2 separate regions of the Mus musculus genome follow, and region 1 is linked to region 2. Evidence: chromatin contacts called from public promoter capture Hi-C data. All regions are on one chromosome and are shown on one strand. Each heading gives the region's core, a stretch centred on a gene start, on an enhancer-like site or on the middle of the called end of the contact. The rest is flanking DNA. Distances are from core to core; before and after follow the strand shown. Region 1 holds the start of Zcchc8 (zinc finger, CCHC domain containing 8). Region 2 holds the start of Wdr66 (WD repeat domain 66).

What was found. Promoter capture Hi-C pulls out the DNA fragments that hold promoters and counts their contacts.
Region 1: a contact with region 2 is called in a promoter capture Hi-C map of liver, with 3 times the contacts expected there. The contact joins the promoter of Zcchc8 here to the promoter of Wdr66 in region 2. A contact is called at or near these places in 6 of 39 promoter capture datasets (the 3T3-L1 cell line, embryonic stem cells, frontonasal cranial neural crest and 2 more), 1 of 484 Hi-C or Micro-C datasets (pre-B cells) and 1 of 9 other capture datasets (liver).

Annotation. Positions count from the first base shown.
Region 1 is chr5:123,718,655-123,723,020 of GRCm38.p6, reverse strand. It overlaps Zcchc8 (zinc finger, CCHC domain containing 8), which reads left to right and starts at 1,977. Exons shown (of 14, transcript NM_027494.3): 1 at 1,977-2,298; 2 at 3,487-3,529. The coding sequence starts at 2,091.
Region 2 is chr5:123,252,112-123,256,857 of GRCm38.p6, reverse strand. Wdr66 (WD repeat domain 66) reads right to left here and starts at 3,070. Exons shown (of 21, transcript NM_001370840.1): 1 at 2,100-3,070; 2 at 612-854. The coding sequence starts at 3,053. It also overlaps the pseudogene Rpl35a-ps6.

The DNA of each region.
Region 1 (4,366 bases), core at 728-3,227, 470 kb before region 2:
TGCTTGTTCCCCTCACAGTCATCTCATCCCTCATAATCTAAGAACTGTAGGAAAACTCTGAGGGGCTTCCAACCACTCATTGGGCAGTGTCATTGGCACTGTTGATGAGTGATGTTTTTCAAGCAATGCTGCTGAAACAGGTTCATGATTCAACCCCCACCCTCAGAAAGAACTCGGAGATGTAAATTGTTAGTATAAGTTAGGTTAAGATGTTTTTGCTAGGGACTGGAGAGATGACTCAGAAGTTAAGAGCACTGGCTGCTCTTCCAGTAGACCTGAGTTCAATTCATGCCACCCACATGGCAGCTCACAACTATCTGTAACTCCAGTTCTATGGGACCTGACACCCTCATCCAGCCATACATGAAGTGAAACACCAATGCGTATAAAATAAAAATAAAATACTAAAAAAAAAAAAAAAGTTTTTGCTTTGATATATAGGACTTTGGGGAACAATTTAATATCCAGACTGGTATACTTTTGAAAGTTGAACCAGGAATTTTTTTGAGGTCAGGGAACAAGAACAATGGTAGCTGAGCTAGTTCTTAGCTTATGTGGCTTTCTTGCTAAGGCTGGATGGGTCATCAAGTGATAATTACTTGTATCTATTTTTACCTTTATCTTCCTGATATAATTTGATAAAAAAAAATCAGTGAGTGGGTGTACAACTGAGGATTTAAAGTAGGAAGGTGGTGGTAGCTTAAGTCTTTAAACCCAGGACCTGGGAGGCAGAGGCTGGTGAGTTTGAGGACAGCCTGGTCTACAGAGCTAGTTCCAGGACAACCATGGGTACACAGAAGTTCCAGGTCAACCACGGGTACACAGAAAAACCTTGCCTCTGTGTGCATGCGTGCACACACACACAGACACCATACACACACACAAGCTTAGATTTCTGATTCTAAATACTCTTTTATAAGATTATTTTAAAAGATAAATAATTGATCTTTTCATTATAACTGCAAATTGTAGCCTGGTAGTACAAGAACTGGCTGAGAAAAAGTAGCTTGCTTGCTTACACTTAATCTATTATAATTTATTTAATTTTTTTTTTCACTTATAATACCTAAGACTTTCAATCTTGTAAAAGGTATGGTGTAACATGCTGGGTTTGGGGGGGGGGGTTGTTTGTTTTGTTTTTGGGGTTTTTTTTTTGCTTGTGTATTTATTATAATCATTCACTTACAAAATGTAGCCACATTGTAATCTTTGTACTACTTGGGAGATTTTGCTGGAAGATATAAGTTATGGGAGAAGTAATAAAGTTGTTGACGCTTGTTGAAGCCTTGCTTCACCGTGTGTGTGTGTGTGTGTGTGTGTGTGTGTGTGTGTGTGTGTGTGTGTTTGTGTCTGTCTGTCTGATTTACATTAATATCATCAACCCCTCCTTGGATCACTAAACGCGCTACAGGAGCTGGCCTCCAACAGAGACCATAACTAACCTGACATTATTTGTTACAGGTTATAATTTCCGGTGATTTTAACATGTGATGACGAAAATATCCATTCAAATCCAGCGGCATATGAAAGTAGAAACATAATAAAGGGTTTTCTGGTTTTTCTGTTTGTTTCGTCCCTGATAGGAGTTCATGAGAGTAGGCAGTGGAATAACTTCATTTTTCATTCATTTACAAATGAAACAAGCAAAATAAAGTGGCTTGTGTCTGAGAGCACATTTATCTACGGCAAAGGTAGAGTTCCTGTCTTCTCTTTTCGACGCTGGGGAACCGCACCACATTTTGTCAAAGCCATGTATCCGGCTTTGATTCCTTCAGCTTTAAACGCCTAACGGGGACAATCCATATTGTTTTAACTCATTCAGAACCGTTTTTTTAAAAAGAGCAATCCCAGTGTGCAACGCAAACAATGAGTCCCGTCGCTTAGAAACTACATATCCCAGAATGCCACGCTCTGTGGCCCATTCGGAAAGAGGCATGAGGGCGGCCTTGGCATTCTGGGAGTTGTAGTCTCCGTCCAGGACCCGCCCCTAGACGGCTTTGGAGGCCTGTGTGTGGAGAAAAGCCTCCAGGGAGAGCGGCTCTGGCCTCCAACCTTCGCCCCCTGCCCTCCAAGCTTTCCCACAGCCCAAGATGGCGGCCGGTGTGGATTTTGGCGACCTAGAGCTCTTCGAGGCGTTTGACCCACCAGAGGAGTCGACGCCGAAGCCCGTTCACACCCGGTTCAAGGACGACGAGGAGGAAGAGGACGACGACGACGACGAGAACGGGGTGGGCGATGCGGAGCTGCAGGAGCAGCTCCGGCGCTGCGAGGCCACCATCGAGCAGCTCCGCGCCGAGAATATCCTTCCGGCGCGATGGGCCGGGTGTCACTTGGCACTCGGGGTCTGGGTGGCGGCGGGCGGGGGACACGGCGGAATTTCCAAGAAGATTAGCATTCGAAGTCCTTCCTCCCGCGACCTGGCGGGCGGGCGGGAGTCTCGGTCCGGTTGCAGAAGCTGCATCCGCGGCCCGCGCGCGATCCCTTCCCCGCGAGCGTCCTCCAGTGCACACCACCCTGGCCCCCCAACTCAAAGCTGCTCTCAACTGTTGTGACACTGGAGACACTTCTCTCCCGGTCTTGGAGGTCACCGTGTTTTCTAACTTTGCGTGCCAAGCTCGAGAAGAGACGAGTCGTAGTGTAGTTGTGCGTTTGAAGGTGCGGGGCGTCGCAGCCGGGGAGTGGGATGATTTGTGGAGGGACGAAAGCTACGAGTGCCCACTGTGATGGAGAATCGGGGCGCGGGGGGGACGACCTTAAAGATTTAGCATGCGAAGAGACTTGCTAAATTGTCCAGATCGTTTTGATTTCTTGAGCTAACTTGCCTCCCGGTGCTCCGGGAAAAACGCGCCAAAATTCCCTTTGACTTTATTAACGTGATTATAACGTTTGTGGGTTTGCTAGTATGTTAATTTCCCGTTCTTAGGTAGTTTTGGTTCAGGTAACTTTCCTTTTGGAACTTAGCCTGAACCCTGAGCATGGTTGTTATGTCAACTTTTGAAGTTCAAGTCTGATTTTTTTTTCATGAAACCATTTTCCGTGACACACTTTATTATGAAAATTTATAAAATACTAGAGAGTTGAAAGGATTGTGTATTTCATATCCGTAGGGGTTCTCTCACATTCTTGCAAACATTTTGCTATATTAACTTTATCATTTATCTTTATGCTTTGACGTGGAAATTTTTCTTAATTGCTTCAACTTGTTCCGGGAACACCGCGGTCTAACTGAAATTTTTGGTTCATCTCTTAGACTGTTTCTGAACTCCAGGACCATGTCTTAGAATATATGTTCAAAGAGATGAAGACCTTATTTAATGTTCAGGTCCAGTTGTCCTGCCCTCGGCAAAACATGTACCCAGTGTTTTTCCTTCAAAGTACTGATTACGGGGCCTTCCTTTACATTTATGTCATTTGGATAACAAAAGTGAAAGTTTTAGTGGTTGGTTGTTATGTCCTGAGGACTGATATTCCTTAACCAGTAATAACATCAAGAACTTAAAAGAAAGTTGAACATTCTGACAAGACCCAGGTATGACATCTTGAAATTACACACGAGCTGCCTCTTGGCTCTCCTTCTCTAGTCACAGCATCCTTGTAGAAAAAGGAATTTTTGTATCATCCACAACTCAGAATCCAATGAAGAATTCAGTAACGGTTCTTTATTGTTGACTTAGGGGTATAAAGGAATTCTGGTAAGTGGGTTAAATGTCTAAACAGACTTAGTGGGTCTTTTTCCTCAATCCAGAAATTTTTGCTTGACAATTCAGAGAAGCAAGTTAGACCCAGCTGTTCATATTTAACACATTTCTGGTAAGATAAAATAAGTTTACAGTTATGTTAGCCGATGATTTCTTTACAGCTGTTATTATTACTGTTGTTATTATTGGTGGTGGTTGGTTGGTGGGATTTTGTTTTGGACAGGCAAGGGTGGGTTTACTGAGACAGTGTTTCTCATCTTGTAACCCAAACTAGCCTGGAATCCACTGTATGTTTACACTGGCCTTAACCTTATTGGTTTTTGTTTGTCTACCTTGAAAGTGCTGGGATAACAGGAGCAACCACACTAGCATTAAATATTTTTATTAATATTTGTAAAGTACGTATTAAATATTTTACAGTTACAGACAGTGCAGGTAGAGCATTTTTTGTTTTGTTGATACAGTCTTCTTGTAGCCTAAGCTGGTCTCTGGTTACAGTGTGGCTCAGGGTGACTTTGAACTCTTGGTCCTCCCGCCTCCCCTTCCCTAGTACTGGGATTACACCTAGGGCCAAGTCTGGCAAGGCACAGCACTTTAGAAGAAAAGGAAATATGCTTTTGAGAAAGTATCGAATGCAGGAGGCATGTATTCAGACATCTGCTTATAAC
Region 2 (4,746 bases), core at 1,821-4,320:
CAGCCAGGGCTACACAGAGAAAAAAAAAAAAAAAAGGCTAGGCTTGAGAGAAGTGATCCCCCGGTGCTGAGGAGGGCAGAAACAGTGGATCTTGGGGGCTTGAGGTGAGTGTCACTGGCCAAGCAGCCTAGGCTATTTCACAACCTAAATTCCAAGCCAGTGGAAAACCTTATCTAAGCACGCCTTTAATCCAGGAGGCAGAGGCAGGTGGATCTCTGAGTTTGAGGCCAGCCTGGTCTACAGAGTGAGTTCCAGGACAGCCAGGGCTACACAGAGAAACCCTGTCTCGAAAAAAGAAAGAAAGAAAGAAAGAAAGAAAGAAAGAAAGAAAGAAAGAAAGAAAGAAAGAAAGAAAGGAAGGAAGGAAGGAAGGAAGGAAGGAAGGAAGAAAGAAAGAAAGAAAGAGAGAGAGAGAGAAAGAAAGGGGGGAACATCCAATAATAAAAATAAAGGTGAACAGAGGCTAAAAAAAAGAGCCAAGGTTATCTTCTGCCTTTCACATGAATGTGGGCACACACACCCGTGCGCACACCGGAACTTCCTAGACATACACAGGTGCCTTATCTCACAATGATGTCCAAGCCTAGGAATGACATGCCATTTACACTCACCAAAGGGTACACCTTGGAGTCCTCCTCCTTCTGGAATAAGGTGTCCTCTGTGGAGACAGACACCAGTGACTCCTCCGCACTCAGTCCTTTGGACTGGAATAATTTTCGTCTTTCTTCCAGGGAGAGTCTTGCTTCATCTTTTCCTTGGGCTAAAATGTCTTCAGGCTTCTGGCTGGCTTCCTCGGTATCATCCACTTTCATACTGTTATCTTTGTAAATCTGGCTTACTTCTGGACTATCAGCCTTGAAAGGGAAACGAGATTCTGACCCTGCACGTCACATACCCAAGGCTCTGCGCTCCTATCCCCTGCCTGTTTTCATGTCCAGCCAGCCAGTCTCAGGCTAACAGGTGATTCAAAAGGGAGCCTGGGTCTCTTTCCGCCATCTTGGCGCCTGTGGAGGCCTGCTGGGAACAGGACTTCTAACAGCAAGTATGTCTGGAAGGCTGTGGTGCAAGGCCATTTTTGCTGGCTACAAGCGAGGTCTCCGGAACCAAAGAGAGCACACGGCTCTTCTTAAAATTGAAGGCGTTTATGCCCGAGATGAAACGGAGTTCTACTTAGGCAAGAGATGTGCTTATGTGTATAAAGCAAAAAACAATACAGTGACTCCTGGAGGTAAACCAAACAAAACCAGAGTGATCTGGGGAAAGGTAACTCGGGCCCACGGAAACAGCGGTATGGTTCGTGCCAAATTCCGAAGCAACCTTCCTGCAAAGGCCATTGGACACAGAATCCGTGTGATGCTGTACCCATCCCGGATTTAAACTAATGGAGAGTAAATAAACAAAAGGGAGCCTGGGACATTTTATACTAAAGAAATGAATCCAGGCTGTGTTCAGGTTAACTCTTGGCCTAACAGACCCACCCACCAAAGGCCACACAGTAGGCTCTTGGAAACACCACTAGGAGTCTTGTCCTTGGACCAGGGCTGGGTTCTTTCTTGGGGGGAGCAAGCTGTGAGAAATTCACACTATTATATCACAGGAACTCAGTCCCAAGACCTTCAGCTGACCTACTGACCCTTTACAAGTTAGGTACACACTTCATGGAAGCTTGGACTGACCTGCCTCCAAACTGGATTAAACCACCCTCCTAGGCATCTCAAAATTACTGAACTTAGCATATGGTTTTCTCTTCTCTTTAATGTGTGTATTTATGTGGTGTGTGTGTGTGTTGTGCAGGTGCTCAAGGAGTCCAGAAGAGGACATTGAATTAATTCCCTGGATCTAAAGTTATAAGGCATTTCATCATGGGTGCTGGGAACCCAAAATTCAGCCCTCAGTAAGAACAGCTAGGGCTCTTAATGGCCTGGCTGTTTCTCCAACCTCGGGACTGTCTCACTTTGGTTTTGTACTCCCACAGCCTGGCACATGCCAAGCACCAAGCGACAGACAATTCAGTGTAAATGGGTGGACAAGCTTCGGGGAGGACTCACCAGGGAGGATGATTCTGAGTAAGTGGGTGGATGAGCTTGGGGAGGACTCACCAGGGAGGAGCTTGACCTGGGTGGCTCATGGCTGATGACAATATTGTCCACCAGGGCTGTTTTGTTTTGCTTCTCTTTCTTTTCCTCCTTGGCTCGTCCAGCTTTTGTCTCAGTTGTCTCAGTATCTTCCTCCTCCTCCTCCTCCTCCCGCTCCACACTCTTCTCTTTCTCTTCCTCTTCTCTTCCCTCCTCCCTTTCCCCCTCATGTTCCGCCTCTTCCTTCTCCTGGCCCTCTTCCTCACCTCCCCTTTCCTTACTTCTCTCGCTCTCCTCACTTTTTTCCTCTTCACCGCTCTTCTCTTCCTCCCATCCCTCTTCCTCTTCCCTTCCTCTCACTTCACTTTCTTCCTCCCCTCTCACTTCCTCTCCCTCTCTCTGCTCCTCCTTCTCCACCCACTCCTCCAGCCCCTCTCCATCCTCCTGAGACTCCTCCCATGACAGTGAGCCCTCAGTTAGGCTCTGCTGCAGAGCATCTTCTTCAAAACTTGGATTATATTCCTCCTTCTCCTCCTCCTCCTCCTCCTCCTCCTCCTTCTCCTCCTCCTTCTCCTCCTCCTCCTTCTCCTCCTCCTCCTCCTCCTTCCCCTCCTCCTCCTCCTCCTTCCCCTTCCCCTCCTCTTCCTCCTCCTCCTCCTTCTCCTTCTCCTCCTCCTTCTCCTCCTCCTCCTTCTCCTCCTCCTTCTCCTCCTCCTTCCCCTTCCCCTCCTCTTCCTCCTCCTCCTCTTCCTCCTTCTTCCCCTTCTCCTCCTCTTCCTCCTTCTTCTCCTCCTCCTTCCCCTCCTCCTTCTCCTCCTCCTTCTCCTCCTCCTTCCCCTTCTCCTCCTCTTCCTCCTCCTCCTTCTCCTTCTCCCCCTCCTCTTCCTCCTCTTCCTCCTCCTTCTTCTCCTCCTTCTCCTCCTCCATCTCTCCACTTTCTCTTGATTCTTCTAGGGGGTTTTCTTCTGTATCTGACATTTCTTCTGTAGTTTCCGCTACAGAAATTTTAACGTAGATTCAGCAGGTCCCTCTATTTCCTGTGCCGGCTTCCTGAGGTGCTAACACGTCGAAATGGGCAGAAGCAGCTCTGGTCCCTTCCTGTGGGAAGAAAAGAATGGCAGCTTCTTGGGAAAGCCCAGCTCAAGTCTCAGAAATCTTTAAAATATTGACTTCCAGGGCCTCCCATCTTTCTAGGACTGATCTTAGAGTCTTCTCACTTTAAATAATTCATATTCCCACAGGCAACAAAATGCATAAGGCAAGCATTTGCAAAACCCTGCTGGGAGGAAGAAGAGAGGGAGATGGGCTGATGACTGAAGTGTAAGCTTGCCAGCTAAAGGTTCCCTCCTCTCCAACTTCCGCTAGCCTCGTTCTGTGACTAGACGCAAGCCATTTTACCCTTTCTTCAAATTTGCTCACAGGCAAAAAAATAAAAATGATAATCCTACATTCTCACATGATTTGCAGACTGGGGCAATACATGTCAAATGCTCAACACAGGTTCACCCAAAGTGTTTGCCAAAAAAAAAAAAAAAAAAAAAGCAGGGTGGGGGATATCAGGTACTATGGGGATAAAAGCAATAGTTTTCTGCAAAGAACCTGAGAGTTTTAAAGACCTCTGGGGCAGGTGAGACCCTAAGTCTAAGGTAGACAGAGCCCCCTCCTCTGGGAAACACATGGCCAGAAGAGAAAACTAACTCCCAAATCAACACATTCAACATGGTATGTGCAAAGAAAGAAAGAAAGAAAGAAAGAAAGAAAGAAAGAAAGAAAGAAAGAAAGAAAGAAAGAAAGAAAGAAAGAAAGAAAGTTAATTCTGGGCTGGAGAGATGGCTCAGTGATTAAGAGCACTCTGGCTGCCCTTTCAGAAGACCCAGGTTTGACTCCCAGCCATGACACGATCGCTCAGAACCATAAGTAACTTGAGTTTCAGGGGATCTGACACCCTCTTCTGTATTCTGCGGGAACTTCATAGGTGGTACACATACATACATGCAGACAAAACAGTCTCACACATAAAATCATTTTTTAAAAAAATTTAATTCCTCTGATACATTCTCTCATTTTGCACCTACATGAAGCAAGAGTTTGGGAGCAGGGGGCTAGGCCCATGTCTGTAATACTGCGATTCAGGAGGTAGAGACAGGAGGATCACTCGAGTTCTTAGGCCAGCACAATCTTTCTAAAAAAAGAAAGAAAGAAAGAAGGAAGGAAGGAAGGAAGGAAAGGAAAAGGAAAAGGAAAAGGAAAAGGAAAAGGAAAAGGAAAAGGAAAAGGAAAAGGAAAAGGAAAAGGAAAAGGAAAAGGAAAAGGAAATGAAAAAGTTTGTGGCCCTGGGAGGCACGACTTACGACAGAGCTAGAATTTAGTTCTTTTGTTTGAAAAAAATGCCACTTTGACATTTTCCACACCCAGGCGGGGGCAATGCCACAGGTGCGCAAGTCTATCCTACCACGAGGTCCAGGAGCCACCAGTTTCTTTTCCTGGGGACCTCCCAGGTCCCACACCCTTGCCGCTGCCTGGCCCGGACCCCAACCCGAGCCGCACCCTCCACTTCGCACTTACAGGGACGCTCCCACTTCTTTTCTCAAAAGCCTTGGGTCGTCCAGCCTCGGGAAATCCCAAGAGACCTCCAGGGGCTCCTGTCCATACTCCCTAGTGACGGTTGCCA